Regions from separate parts of the Sus scrofa genome. Here region 1 is linked to region 2. Evidence: chromatin contacts called from public Hi-C data. All regions are on one chromosome and are shown on one strand. The core of a region is the stretch at or near the end of the contact, and the rest is flanking DNA. Distances in the headings are between cores, read along the strand shown. Region 1 overlaps POLM (DNA-directed DNA/RNA polymerase mu). Region 2 holds the start of GCK (glucokinase).

The links. Hi-C and Micro-C count contacts between places; a contact is called where the count stands out from the background.
Region 1: a contact with region 2 is called in a Hi-C map of skeletal muscle, with 4 times the contacts expected there. The contact joins the enhancer-like site here to the promoter of GCK in region 2. A contact is called at or near these places in 5 of 5 promoter capture datasets (fetal liver, fetal skeletal muscle, liver and 1 more), 25 of 47 Hi-C or Micro-C datasets (adipose tissue, alveolar macrophages, blood and 14 more) and 2 of 2 datasets of contacts at active chromatin or transcription factors (alveolar macrophages and skeletal muscle).

What each region holds. Positions count from the first base shown.
Region 1 is chr18:51,091,094-51,097,767 of Sscrofa11.1, forward strand. POLM (DNA-directed DNA/RNA polymerase mu) reads left to right here. Exons shown (of 11, transcript XR_309140.3): 11 at 1-261. It also overlaps the pseudogene LOC110257529. Among named protein-coding and RNA genes, the nearest start is that of POLM, 17 kb to the left of the region's middle. Within about 2 kb of position 4,993, at least 32 of the 83 cell types and tissues checked have an H3K27ac peak or open chromatin away from gene starts, as enhancers often do. A contact at or near this core is called in adipose tissue, brain, fetal liver and 6 more, where this site is marked.
Region 2 is chr18:50,976,581-50,983,801 of Sscrofa11.1, forward strand. It overlaps GCK (glucokinase), which reads left to right and starts at 2,587. Exons shown (of 10, transcript XM_013985832.2): 1 at 2,587-3,241. The coding sequence starts at 3,197. It overlaps LOC106506864 (a long non-coding RNA gene), which reads right to left. Exons shown (of 6, transcript XR_002340280.1): 6 at 5,996-6,456.

The sequences.
Region 1 (6,674 bases), core at 3,743-6,242, 120 kb after region 2:
TACCTTATCTTCCAGAGAGTCAAGTTTAGAATGCCCTGGAATCTTAGAAGTAACTCAAGGGTAGGTGAGAGTATTGCATCCAATAATCCTGAACATTGGGGCCATTTTAAATTTTATTTCTGCTGGAAGTGGGGAAGCCGTGTTGCTTCCACAACATTCCAAAGTAATGAGCTATTCCGAAAACATGTCTACAATCAACATAAGTATTGGCAGTTTTGCCCTTGGCTAAAGTATAAGCCTGTGTAAGAGCATATCATTCAACCCCTTGGGCCAAAAAAAGCCATAGGTAGAGATGCCGCCTCAGTAACATCAAAAGAAGTTGCAGTAATAGATCCATAAGTATCTGCCGTTGTTCTCTTTTACATAAGAATCATCAATGAACATGAGTTTCCTAGAGATCACCAGACGTCAGGAGGTGGTCCTGCAGGGTTAAGCAGCTGCAAGGGCCTTAGTGGGGTAGCAAGGTTCAAGTCCTCACAGCGTAAAAGAATTAGGTGAAGAGTCACTAGCAAAAGGGCTCCCAGGAGGTGAGGCAGCTGACAGAAGTGTTGAGTGTGATGAGAATGCAGGAGGGCTATTGCATGAGGTGCGGAAGTGATTGAAGGCGATCCCACAATGCTGTTCTCAGTGGCCTTAACTGCAGGGGCAGTGGCCGTGATGGCTGAAGGCAGGAGAGGTATTCTGTGCTACAGAGTCCCATTGCTGTTGCTGGCCGTAATACCCCATGGGCCGATGGTGGTCCCCGTGTTGGGGTGAGTCTCCTCAGAGCATTCCCTGCCTTTTCATACACACAAAGGGAATCTGATCACTGGGATGCCCAAGGGCAGGTGAGTTCGTTAAACTCCTTTAAGTCTTTAAAAGCTATGTCATCAGGAGTTCCCTGGTGGCCTAGTGGGTTGAGGAAAAGGCGTTGTCCTTGCTGTGGTGTACATTCAATCCGTGGCCTGGGAACTTCTACATGCTGCAGGTATGGGGAAAAAACAAAAAACTTTGACATTTGGTTCTTCCCATAAAATTGGGCCAGAGTTGTTCAATAAAATATATAAAGCTTGGCCATAAGAGAGAAATTTGGAAGCTAATTTTGGCAATAACCAACTAGCCCGAGAAAACCTCAGCACAGGAAACCTCGGACGCCGTGAGGTTCGGATCTAGGTGTAGCCCTGGTGCTGATATCAGATACCCTTAATAATGAACCTGGGTATGGGCAGACCGCAACTTATCCTCACTCCTTAGGGCCCTTTAAGGCTAGAGGCTTAAGCAGGTGCATGACGACTCCCTCTGAGGAGGTTTGAGAAGCAAGTCATTCACACCTTACAACAAAGTGTAGCCTCCAGGGAGCTGTACATCATCCAGATCGGCCTTCGGATTTGTGAGAAGTAAGGACTCAGTAAAACCCTGAGGCACTAACTGTCCAGGAGAAGTTCTCCTTCTCAAGTGAGGGCGGAAAGGCACTGGCTAGTCTCCTCAACTGGAATACTAAGGAATGCACTGCACAAGTCCGTCACTGCAAAGAATCTACTTCCTGTGGGAATGGCTGTTAGCGTCAAGAGAAGCAGCAGGTGTTTGTTGCTTGGAGGTCCCGGACCTTTCAGTTTTGTCCCCTGTGTGACGGGAGTATACGGGCGCTAGTCCAAGGGATAGTGAGGCCTTGAACCTTGTAATCTGAGTTATGGGCTTTATGTCTTGGATGAATGGCTTCTTATACGTTGATTAATTCTGGGAAAAGCTTTCGAGGAATCTGTTTGTATGTTGATGGGAAGTGCACAATGAATTGTGCCCATATCCATTGATTTTCTTCTATAAGGAGGGTGGTAACTGATTTAGGGACAAATGATCTGTTTCCAGAATCAGCTGTAGTATCATCAGAGATGGAGCAAATCAGAGATGTCAAAAGGTCACTGAATTCATCTGCCAGGTTACTTTGACTACTGAAAATTCTGGAATTATTTCTCCCGTTTGGGAGAAAGAAATTCTGGCACCATACTTCTCTGAGAAGTCTCAGCCTGAGGCATGGAGAGAGGTTGAGGAACTGAGGAGAAAAGAGCGTGTGACATCTCGAAGGGCCTAAATAGAATGGAACAGGTTCAGAGACAGGAGCCTCTTAAAGTTCCCGGGAGAGCCCCCCTCTCTGAACTGGTTACCCTGAGCCAGGGGCTGCTTTGTAGTAGTGAGGCTGAGCCTTGAGAGTGGCTGCAGTGTCAGCTAGGACTAGAGGTGATTCGCCCCCAATCTGGAGAAATGTTTCTCTAAGCCAGTGAAGAGGGAGGATTGAAGAACCCCTGTAGGTCCTTGGAGCCCCATCATGGAGAACTGAGAAGACATTGGCAAGGCTGGTTGGAAGGCTGAAGGTGCCTGAAGCGCTTCAGTTTATCACAACCTCTTTCCCAAAGTCCTGGCTCTTTGCAATAACAGCAGAAGCTAGGAGGGTTTGGGTTTCATTTAGGAGCCTTCATTGGCTGGATTAGAAGAGAAAGAATTTTAGCCACCCCCCCCCCCACCTATTATTTTCATTTTAAGTTTTTAATGAAAGTTCTATACAAGATTATTTTATTCCTGCATCTTTTCAATTGTTTCTTCCTTATATTTGCCTTTTCCTTTCCTGCTTGGCGAGATGTGGCATTTGTCTTTTTGTGATCCTTGTCCAGTTTTAGTCTGGTGGTCACCAACCACCCCGCGGGGGTGAATGCCCACATGGACGGTTGTGCCATGAGCCTTCTCCCACTGCACTCATTCAGTGTAGATGACGCGGTTTCTCCAGTCAGCCTGGACTTTGCCAGCCTGCTGCCCTTCGTAGTGCCCTCGTACAACCTGAACGTCATCGTCCTTTCGGATGGGCATGGATCAGACGTTGTACTTGTGTCTCAGCTCTTTGGAAAGACATAATCTTCCTGCGAATGTGGGAGGTGCATTGAAATGCCTTTTACGGTTCTTGCTTCAATCAGAGGTCACAAGGGATTGAACCTCATTTTGGCCACTGGCGCTTCAGCGGTGGCCCCGAAAGGGAAGAGCCATTTCCCTTTTAGGTGCCTCGCCTGGAGTGTGAGAGCTGTTTTGCCAGATTAATTAAACCTGGGGTGGGCGGAGTTTCCCATTTCATCCTGGTCCTTTTTTGCTAGAAGGGAAGGGTCTTGCTTCCGCCTCCTCATACACATAGAGTTAAAAGCTGTCTGGGTAGAATTAACACCTGAAGGAAGACCAGAATTTTCTTTAAAAATCTGAAATCGGTTATAATAATCATGGGCACATTCATTAAGTTTTTGTGTGGAAACCTGTATTTTGTTCCAATCAACAGGCTTTGGAAAAGCTGTAGGAATTGCCCCATGAAGTTGCCTAGCAGTTGCCTGAGCCTGATCCTATATTAAGTTAACAGGCTGGAGGCCTTTCAGGATTTCCCCAGTTAGTGGTTTTCATCCAGTGCTGGCCTGGCCTTCACCATCAAGCATAGGAACTAGCTGATAGAAGTCAGACAAACCAGTTTCTGAGTTTGAATGACTGTATTAAATTCCTCAGCACATCTGTGAGGATCTTTGGTTACTTTGGAAAAATCTTTGTCTGTGGCTCACAGTTCAGCTTTCATCCAGGGGATATACAAAATTAAGGTTTTAGTTTCTTTAGGATCCTCAGAAGGCTTAAATTTAAAGAGACAGGCTCTGATAGGTTCAGAGGAAAAGTGGGGAGAGTTTGAGAGAAAAAAGGAAATTCAGAGAGAGGATTAGTGTAGGGGAACTGGGGGCTCTAGAGCAGGTGTAGGTGGGGTGGGGTAGAAGAGGGAGATGGCCCAGAGGTGGGCATCAGCACGTGGGGCTCAGGGAAAGACAGGATGGTGTGGGAGGCGAACCGGAGACAAGCTGAGGAGGAAGAGCCTGAGGCTCTGGGAACCACATCATCTTTTAAGTCATTTGTTTGCCCCAGTCTCCAAGTCTTATTTTGCATAAAATCAATTTTAGGCTGCTGATCATGTTTGGAAGCCTCAAGCTACCAATCCAAATAGGCATTCCATTCAGTTAGGGAAATTTTAGGGCTCTGGTTGTCCACTTTGGTCTTAAGAAAAATAGGTTTGAACAGTTAAAAAATTCCCCATCATGGCCATTGACATGCTAAATTGCCTTTGGTTAGGCTGGTCCATTTGGTTAGAAATTCTCAGAAGGAATGACTGCAGTTTTTCAACATAATATCGGCCAGAGTCCCTGTGGTGGGGAGGTGCCCTCAAAATATTTAGGTAACTGGGATCTCATTTCTCAGAGGTCTTTCTCTAAGAGAATTTTTAAAAAGCCTAAACAGCTCAAGCAGCTTACAGCTTAAACAGCTTATAGCTCAAACAGTTCAAATATCTCAAACAGCCTGCTGGCCTAACACCAGCCAGTTCTAAAGGAACAGGTTGGTCCTAGCAGAGCCAGCAGATGGCATCTCAGCAGTGTTCCCATAGAACAACCCCTATTCCAAAGGAATGGCCTGAAGGCTGAACTGGCACAGTTCCAATGAAATATAGCCTCTGTTCCCAAAGGAATGGGCTGAAGGCTAGCCGGCTCCAATTGGAGCAGTCTGATTTCAAAATGAGACTGAAATTCCAAATGAGTACTCAAGTACAGAACAGGGCCTTAACCAGAAAGGATAAAAAATAGATCCCAGCTAAAGCTTGGGAGATGCCAGCTAAAGCTTGGAGAGATTCAAAATGCAGAGGGTGGAGGCTCAGACCCAGGAGAAAGAAATACTTTTGAATTCCAGGATCAATGAGGAAATCAGTGAGCAGCAGTGGCCTTTCATGCGCACTGCACCTGTTCACTTACCAGCCTGTTGGGGGTCTCCTCTGGATCCCTGTGCAAGTCACCAAAGTGTTGGAATAAAAAAACTGCCAGTTATTTCTTCCACAAAAATGGGTTTATTTGAGATCAGCAGAGAACTGCAATTCACAGTCTGCCATCATGGCGAGCCACATGCAAGTCCCCACGTGGCAAGGGAAGCAGGGGGCAGGGGGACCGTAGGACACAGAGTCCACGTTTTTTTCATTGGCTGAGTTGTTGCCAGGATAGAGAATGTTTCTTCTTCCTGTTGGGCTCTGCTGTGGCTGCAGGGCATAAGAGCTCCCCCTTCTGGTCTCCCCACTCTTAATTGAGTGTTTTGTTTATTAACTTTTTACAGAGCTCTCCTAGCTCTGTGGTCCTGGGCCAGAGGTCTCTGGCTCCTCTCCTGTGAGTAAGAACTGAATGGAGCTTTGTTTCTGGGCTTGTTACTGAGCCTGGGTAGATGGCAAGGGCTTTGCACAATATGTCCAATTCGACTTCTAGCCCTGGGGTCTCTGAGCTCAGAGGTGGAGTCTGGGTCTTGCCTGCTAGGAGTCTTTGCGGGGGCACTAAAGGGTGTTCCAGGGGCATCTGGAGCCAGAGGTAGCCGAGGAGTAGGGAGGTGGGAGAAAGAGGACCTCCAGTGCTGACCTACCACCTCCTGCTGGGTTAGGCCCACATCTCCCAACCAGACTGCCTGTCTCTGCCTTTTTGCCTTTAAGTCTGGTTTCAAAAGTCTGAAAAGCAGGTCACATGGTATCTGTCACTCCTGGCTCAAAGCCATCCAGCAGTTCCCCACACCTCAGTAAAGCCAAAGTCCTCACCATGGCCCCCAGGGCCCTAGCATTTCTGTTTTCACCCATGCCCCCACTGGCCTTAGCTCCTACACTGCCCACCCTGAACCCCGCCCCAAACCCTACTGCCCTGTGATAAGCCGGGTGCATACCTTCGTCACTGCTCTCCCACTTGAACTGTCCCAGATACCCTCACCCTCCTCCTGAGTGGGGCTGGCTGCATGGTATCCTCTGCTCCTCAAATCTCCAGGTGTGCTCTCGCCTTAGGGCATTTGGCTTTGCTGTACCATCCACCAAAGTTACTCTTCCCACTCGAAAATTTCTTTGTCAGGTGTGGACTTTCCTGGCCAATCGCCACATAAAAACTGTATTTTTAAAATTAACACACAGTAGAATGGACTCTTCTGGTGCACAGGTTTATCACACCTTTAGGCCCATTCATCTCCATCAAAATCAGGACAGCTGCTCATCTGTTTTATTGTGATCATAAGCTCTCCCATTACAAATCCATGCATCTGATATTTCAGTGTCCCTAGAGTTTTGCCTTCTCCAAGTGTCATATAAGTGGAGCCAGACCATACGTAACCTTTTGAGTCTGGTCTCTCTTATTCAGCGTAATGCCTTTGAGATTCATCTGTTCTTCTTTCTTTTTGCATAATATTCTGTGCCATGGATAGTCCACAGTTTCCCATTCACCTATTGAACATTTGAATTGTTTCCAGGTTTTAGTGGTTATGAATAGAACAAGTGTATACAGGTTTTTGTGTGAACATAGCTTTTCATTTCTCTTGGGTAAGTAATAAGATATAGCATTACCATGTTATATGGTAAGTGTATGTTTAACTTTATAAGCGAGTGCCATGTTGTTTTCCCTTGGGCCCGTATCACTTTGCAGTGCGCTAGTGAGGAAAGCCACACGTGTGAATTAGACATTCACCAGTCACCAGGTGCTCTGTATCCTTGCCAACACTTATATTCTCAGTATTTAACTACTCTATGGTGTATAGCAGTGGCTCACTGTGGTTTTAATTTGCATTCCCTGAGTATCTACAGTGTTGACCGGCTTTTCACTGGCTAACTAACCATCTATATATTCTCT
Region 2 (7,221 bases), core at 1,337-3,836:
ACCTTCCCAGTTTCACTACTCATGAAAGTGGTAAAAAAATAATAACACCCCTGCCCACTGTCCCAAGACTGATCAGATGACAGAATGAATGGAAAAGTACTTTGTGAATCATAAATATTTTAATCAGGTATAATGATAATTTTTCCTTCTGATAAATATGTTTCCTTTCTTTAGGAGTAATTAAGAAATGTTTAAGATCTATATGAGAAAAATAATAAAACATTATTTTAGTGAAAAGAGATGAATAGATTCTAAAACTTACATGAAAGATAAAAGGCTTATGGTGAAGAAAATTTTGTAGGAAAATAAAAGGGGATGCCTATCTGGACGGATATCAAAAAACTAAAAAATTGTGCCCACTGAAAAAGTGTGGGAAACACAGGAATGGACAGAGAGATATCCAGCTCACAGGCAGAGCTGAGGCCAAGGCAGGCAGAATATCAAGAGCTGCTTTTACATTCAGACAATCTGTTAGGCACACAGGCAGGAGAGAAGAGATGAAAAAAAGAAGAGTAGAAGAGCATCCAAGGCCACTGCTTCCCATCCTTGTCTCATGCAAAGGATGACACCCACCCAAAGAGGCTGGACGCCTGCACCCCAAGTCACTCTAAAACTTTACTTCTGACTGGAAGCCCATTCTATTTATTTATTTATTTGGGGGGCCACACCCATGCCATATGGCAGTTCCCAGGCTAGGGGTTGAATCAGAGCTGCAGCTGTCAGCCTACGCCACAGCCACAGCAATGCCAAATCTGAGCTGCATCTTCGAACTACACGGAAGCTCAACGCAATTCCAGATCCTTAACCCTCTGAGTGAGGCCAGGGATTGAACGCACATTCTCATGGATACTAGGTGGGCTCGTTACCGCTGAACCACACGGGAACTCCTGGAAGCCCATTCTAGACACAGCTGCACCTCGAGGGGCAGGGGCAGAAAGCCTCACATCTTGGAACCAGAGATTTGGGGAAATCCCAGGCAGATGGGGAAGAGAATGTGAGGTGGCCTCGGAGCAGCTCCTTACAACTGTGGCCTCAGTTCCCAGGGGATCACAAAGTGTTCTGATAGCTGTGGTTCCAGACTTGGTCTGCTGGCTTATGATCACACCTGCGAGGTGATCAGAGCTGAGCCATTCCCTCAGAACAGAGAATTACAATAGTGGAGCACAAACTGTGGCGCAGTCCACAATACAAATCAATGGAGAGAGGCTAGCCTACCCAACAAATATTAGACTCCTAGCTGTTACTATACACTAGCGAATTCTAGAGGGGCCAAAGTGTTAAATGTTTAAAAATTTTGGAAAAATATTAGAAGGAAGTGTGGAAGAACATTTTTCTAATTTTGGGTGGGAAATGCTTTTCTTAAAGACACCAGCTGAAAAAAAAAAAAAAAAAAAAAAAGAAAGCCAAGACTGAGATTCAGAAAAAAAGAAATACTTCTGTATGACGGAAGACACCACTGATCAAGCTGTAAGTTTAGCAGTAGACTGGAAGAGGGTTTTTTTTCTTTTTTTAAGTTTTACTGAGTAGAGTTGATTTACAAGATTGTGATAACAAAGTGATTCAGTTATGCATGTACACACATCCATTCTCTTTCAAATTCTTTTCCTACATAGATGATCACAGAATATTGGGTAGAGTTCTCTGTGCTATACAGCAAGTCTCCATTGGCCAATTATTTCATATACCTCAGTGTGCATAGGTCAATCAGCTGGGGGAGGTATTATAATTATAGCATATTTAACAAGCAGAGTATTAATAGATCTTATTGATGGAATATAAAAATAGTTCATACAAATTGAGAAGTAGAAGACAATTCAGTGACAAAACAGTTAATATATAATGTCATATATTATATAATATATAACAGTTAATATAAACGAATCATCCTTAGACAGATAACCATAAACATGTGAAAAAGGTGTCCAGCCCTTATGCAATTCAAATGGCAGTGATGGGCAAAAATCAGAAAGATTCTTCATCTCAAGTTTTGGCCAGTAAGTAGCCAAACTCCTAATGAAAGTGGAAGGACTCATAAATTGGTGAAACCATTTGAGGGGCCAATGCAGTCCTGTTGCACAATCACAAAACGTGCACAGCATCTGATCTAGCAATTCAGCCTCTAGGAACCATCCAAAAGAAACATGTGCATGTGTTCATGAAACAAACAAAAAATCTTGGTGAAAGACCAAGATTTATAACAGAAAAAAAACTGAAACTGCCCGGATGACCATCAACAGGAAGTTGGTTTAAAAATGTTACAGCACATCCATCTGGCGAGGTCCCACCGGGCACTCCTTGCTCCTTCTGCGGGATCCCAGCTCAGGCCGGGAAGGCAGTGACCAAAGCTCGAGGGTGGTCTGGGCACATGTGGCAATGCTGGTGGCCAAGCTATCCACTCCCTCTCCTCTGGTTCTTAGACTCATGGGGCCTCTACTTTTTAGGTCGTGAGTTTGGAAGACCCTGTGACCCTGCCATGGGAACTGTGCAGGTGGCAAAGTCTGCGATGATAAGGCGATTGGGCTGTTGCTATGGCGATGGGAATGGAGGCCCAGTTTTCTGCATGGCAGCTCTAATGACAGGATGGTCAGCCCTGTGGAGGCTGGAGGGTGTGAGCGCAGAGGCCTGCTCCTGGTTGCCATGGCAGTGTGGGCCCTCACGGGAGCACAGAAAGCCCTGGCAGGAGAATTTCCCATCCACACCTGGTTGGAGCAGGAAGTGTTGGGCAGTGACTGAGCCTTGGGGAAACAGGTTGGGGTGTGAGAGAGAAACACAGTCGCCTGCAGCCTAATTACTCAAACGCTGCCCCTCAGAGAAAGAGTCTGCTGAGTCTATTAAGAGAACACCACGCCGTCAGAGATCAGCACAGCCCAGAGAAAAAGCTGACCAGCCCTGACCAGCCCTGGAGCCCGGCGATGGCCCTGCCCTGGCCACACCCAGCCTGACGAGGCCTCCGTGGGGAAGGGTCCCGGCTGCGACCCAGAAGGGGAGGCTCTCAGGCTTGCTGGAGAACAATGAAAAGGAGGAAACTCTGTGATTGAACCTCAAGCCAGAGTCCAGCCAGAGGGTGGGCCCTATTCTCCCAGACACCCAGGCTGGCCGTGCCACTCACCTGGAAGAAGCTGGGGCTATTTCTGCCTTGGAAGCCTGTTGGGGAACGCAGAGGGGTCCCAGCTCCCACGGGCTGGCTGCAGTACAGATGCTGGATGACAGAGCCAGGATGGAGAGCGCCAAGAAGGAAAAGGTAGGTCTCTGCCCCTTCTGGTTTTCTACAAGGGTTTCTCATACTCTCCTCCATCCAGGGGCTTGTTTGGCTTGGACAAGTGTCTGCTCCTTGGTATCTGACCGTATGTGTAGCTGCTTTAGGGACGATCCACTTGGGGTGAATTGTGTGGCGCTAACTTTGTTGGGCAGACCAGGTCCTTTCTCCAGGGCTCCAGACTCCGGCCCTGTGACCTAGAAGGCACAGGCTGCCAGGAGGCCTGGGAGGTGACCCCCACTCCGTAAAGGGTCTGGGAAGTTTAGAGCCCCAGCCGGGGAGCTTGGGGCCTGGGATCTTGGGGGTAGAACCCACTTGCTTAGGGGCAGAAGCAAGACCCTACAGTCATCATGGAAAGGCTCAGAAAGCCAGGCTTCCCCGAAGAGAGCTCTCTTGCTCAGGAGCCTGAGGCCCATTGCTCCAGGCCAGGAGCAGAGAGAGTTACATTTTCCAAAACCAAGAAAAATCCAGACGTCCTCTGGGGCAGCCCTGTGCCCAAGCAGTGCGCAGAGGAGCCAGAGCTGGCGGCAGGGTGGCGGGGAGAGCAGGCCGCTCCTCCAAGCCGGGCTGGGCGGAGGCGTTGGAGGAAAGGGCCCGCGGCCAGTCCCTCCGGCGTGGTTTCCTCCTCCCCTGCCGTTTCTTCTCCTTGGGTGAAATGACGAGGTCAGCATAAACCCGGGGCTGGTTCTGCTCCTGGCAGAGCTAATGATGTCGGGAGAAAAACAACCACCCAGAGCCGGACGCCCACAGCTGCAGGCAGCAGGAAGCCCATGTCTGCCGGTCCCTGGGGCTGTGGTCAGAGCTTGGCTGAGAAATCTTGCACAAGGGGCCGTGGGGGGCACCGGGGAGAAGGGAGGTGGTGTCTTTGGCACAAGCAGAGAGCTGGTGTGGTGACAGCGGGAGATGGGGCCTGTGGCCTGCTATGGGGACCTGGTGTGGGGAGCCCACCACCTCAGCCCCATGGGGCTGGCCCACGCCCCTGCTCCTTTGTCCCCGGGGACACAATGCTCCGTGTGGGAAACCATTTCTGTTCCACCTGCACACGGGGTGCTGGTCCCCGATCAGGAGCCAGGCTGGCTCCTGAGCACAGGCGGGTGGGAATGGGGGGGGGGTTGTCTCACGGATCACTGACAGCCTTGTCAGGCCTGGGAGCATGGGGGAGGCACTGCCTCTGGAGGCGCTTTAAGAGGACACCAAAAATATCAGCCATCAAGACAAATAATGTATATATGTTTTTTATGGCCTCACCCACCGCATATGAAAGTTCCCAGGCCAAGGGTTGAATCCGATCTACACAGCGGCTTCAGCAATGCCCGATCCCTTAACCCACTGTGCCGGGCCGGAGGATCAAACCCATGCCTCCGCAGTAACCCGAGCTGCTACGGTCGGATTCTTACCCCACTGTGCCACAATGAGAACTCCAAGACAAATATTTTAATGCAAATTCCTAAGAATCAAAATTAATGCAAAAAAATTATGATGAGCAAAATGCCAAATTTCCAAAGAAAGAGGGCCTGAGTGCTGCTGGTTTTTTTTGTTTTTTTTTTTTTTTTCACTTGTCTCAGCCCTGTGTTGGCTGCCCTTAGAGCTCCAGTTAGCAAGGTGCCAGGACCAGACAGGGGAGGCATGAGACTGCGATGTCCACACCCCTCCAGTCTGTCCTGGCTGCACAAAGGACCCACCTCTTGTCTGGGCTGTGGGGTGGGGAGCAGGGCGATAGATTGCTTTCAGGGCCATCCTAAGGATCTAAGGTTTTGCTGTCAGGCCCACCCAGGTCCAGTCCTGCACCCCCAGAAAGTGCTCCCTCCACCCCAAGCCAGCATTTAGCCTGGGGCAGGGAGCAATGTCAAAGCTGTCCGGACGGGTCATCTGTGGCTGTACCCACTGCAGGCTCCCAGGCGGGGGAAACCGAAGTGCTGCCGGTTCTGCTCTGCCTGTTTCTCTGGTTCTTCTTGCCTGTGCTGAGTTTTCAGATCACCTGTGGTCAGCCCTCTGTAAGGTGCAGGAATGTGTGGCCTCCGAGCCATTTTCAGTGGCTTCCCTGCATGGATGGCCCCTCCTTACATGGTTTTTCTAGAGCTTCCCCGCATGGATGGCCTGCACGTTTGGATGCTGCTGCCCCTCCCCCGAGCCCCTGTCTGCGGAGCGCCAGCACCCTCGTTTATTCCCTTGGCATGGAATTCTAGCACGCACTCTTGTTTTTTCATAGTTTCAGCATCTGTAAATGGGTTAAAAATATCATCTTTTTCTTTAAAAAGTTTTTCACTGAGGTAGCGTTGCTTTACAATGCTTTAGGCATACAGAAGAGTGATTAGGATAGATACATGTATGCGTGTAAGTACATAGCTATCCTAACCACTCCTCTGTATAGGTGTCCTTTTCCAGATGCTCTTCCATGGCAGGTTACTACAGATATTGAATATAGTTCCCTGTGCTCGACAGTAGGTCCTTGTGGTTTATCTATTTTATATCTAGTTGCGCGTATCTGCTAATCTCAAATTCCTAGTTGATCCCGCTCTCCCCCTTTCCCTTTGGTAACCATATGTTAGTTTTCTAGGCCTGTGAGTCTATTTTGGTTTTGTAAGTAAGTCCATTTGTATCATTTTTTTAGATTCGACATATAAGTCATATCATATGGTGTTTGTCTTTGACTGGCTTACTTCATAACTTAGTATGGGAATCTCTAGGTCGATCGATGTTGCCGTAAATGGCATCATTTCATTCTTTTTTATGGCCGAGTAATATTCCATTGTATATATATGTACCACATCTTCTTTATCCACTCATCTGGCGTTGGACATTTAGGTTGCTATGGAGCTCTATCTCTTGATGGCCAGCACTTCTTGGGTGGCCTGACATTGGGCGCTAGGAGCCCCCTTGGAAGTTCCTGGTCTGTACTTCTCCCTCCCTCATCTGGGCCCTTCTGCTCGTGCACGGGAGGGATGGGGACTCCACAGCCCACACAGTTAGCCCAGGTTTGGGGAGCATGTCTCAGGAAGAAAGCTGGGAAGGTGACCCTCCAGGTGCGTTGGTCTGCCCAGCTGCCATAGCAACGTACTGTGGACCAGGTAACGACCAACAGGTGTTGCCTCCTCTCGATTCTGGAGACTGGGAGTCCGGGATCAGGGGCCGGCACAGTCAGGTTCTGGTGAGAGCTTCCTTCCTGGGTTGCAGCTGGCTGCCTTCCTGTGTGTCCTCGCCTGGTGGAGACAGACACAGAGAGAGAGCAAGCGAGCAAGCGACAGCACTAATGACTTCCCCAGTCACTTCCCCAAGCCCCCCCCCCCCGCAACACTGTACAGTGGGGGTTAGAGCTTCAACGTGTGAATTGAAGGGAACACAATTCAGCCTGTAGCCCCAGGGGTGGAAAGTGGGAGCAGCAGGGTAACTGACTCCTTCCATTTGGGCCCCCCAGCACCCCGGGCACCTTGCTGCTGAAGGAGAAGGCTCAGAGGTGGTGAGGCTATATAGTCGGCATGCTTGCCCAGGCTATATAGTCGGCAGGACTTGTCCCAGCCGGTCTGGGGCCCCAGTGGGAGAGATGCCCCACCTCCCACCCCAGGCTGCTTGGAGGCCCTGCTACTGCCAGATGTTCAGGATGCAAAGCTCCAGGTGGCCCCCAAGCAGGTGTGCTGGGAGAGGGGCCAGTGCGGGGAGGAGCAGATGGACCCACTGAGCAGAGCGGTGACAAGACCCTGAACGTGAGGGGACCAGGCTCCCCCATGGCCCACTCAGGTGTGGAGTCAGCAGCGGGGGGCTGGGGCTGTACCTGCTCGCCTTGGGCCCCTCTCAGCCAGGAGCTGCTGGCTCTGAGCAGCGTGAGAGGTTGTCCCTGTGGTCGCCAAGGGGGCTGGGAGGCCACGGGGCAGAGGCTGCCCCAGGAGAGCCGAACAAGCCACCTGTGTCCCAGGCCTCTGGGTCAAGGCCCCAGAGAAAGAGCATTACAAGTCTCAACATGTCCCTGG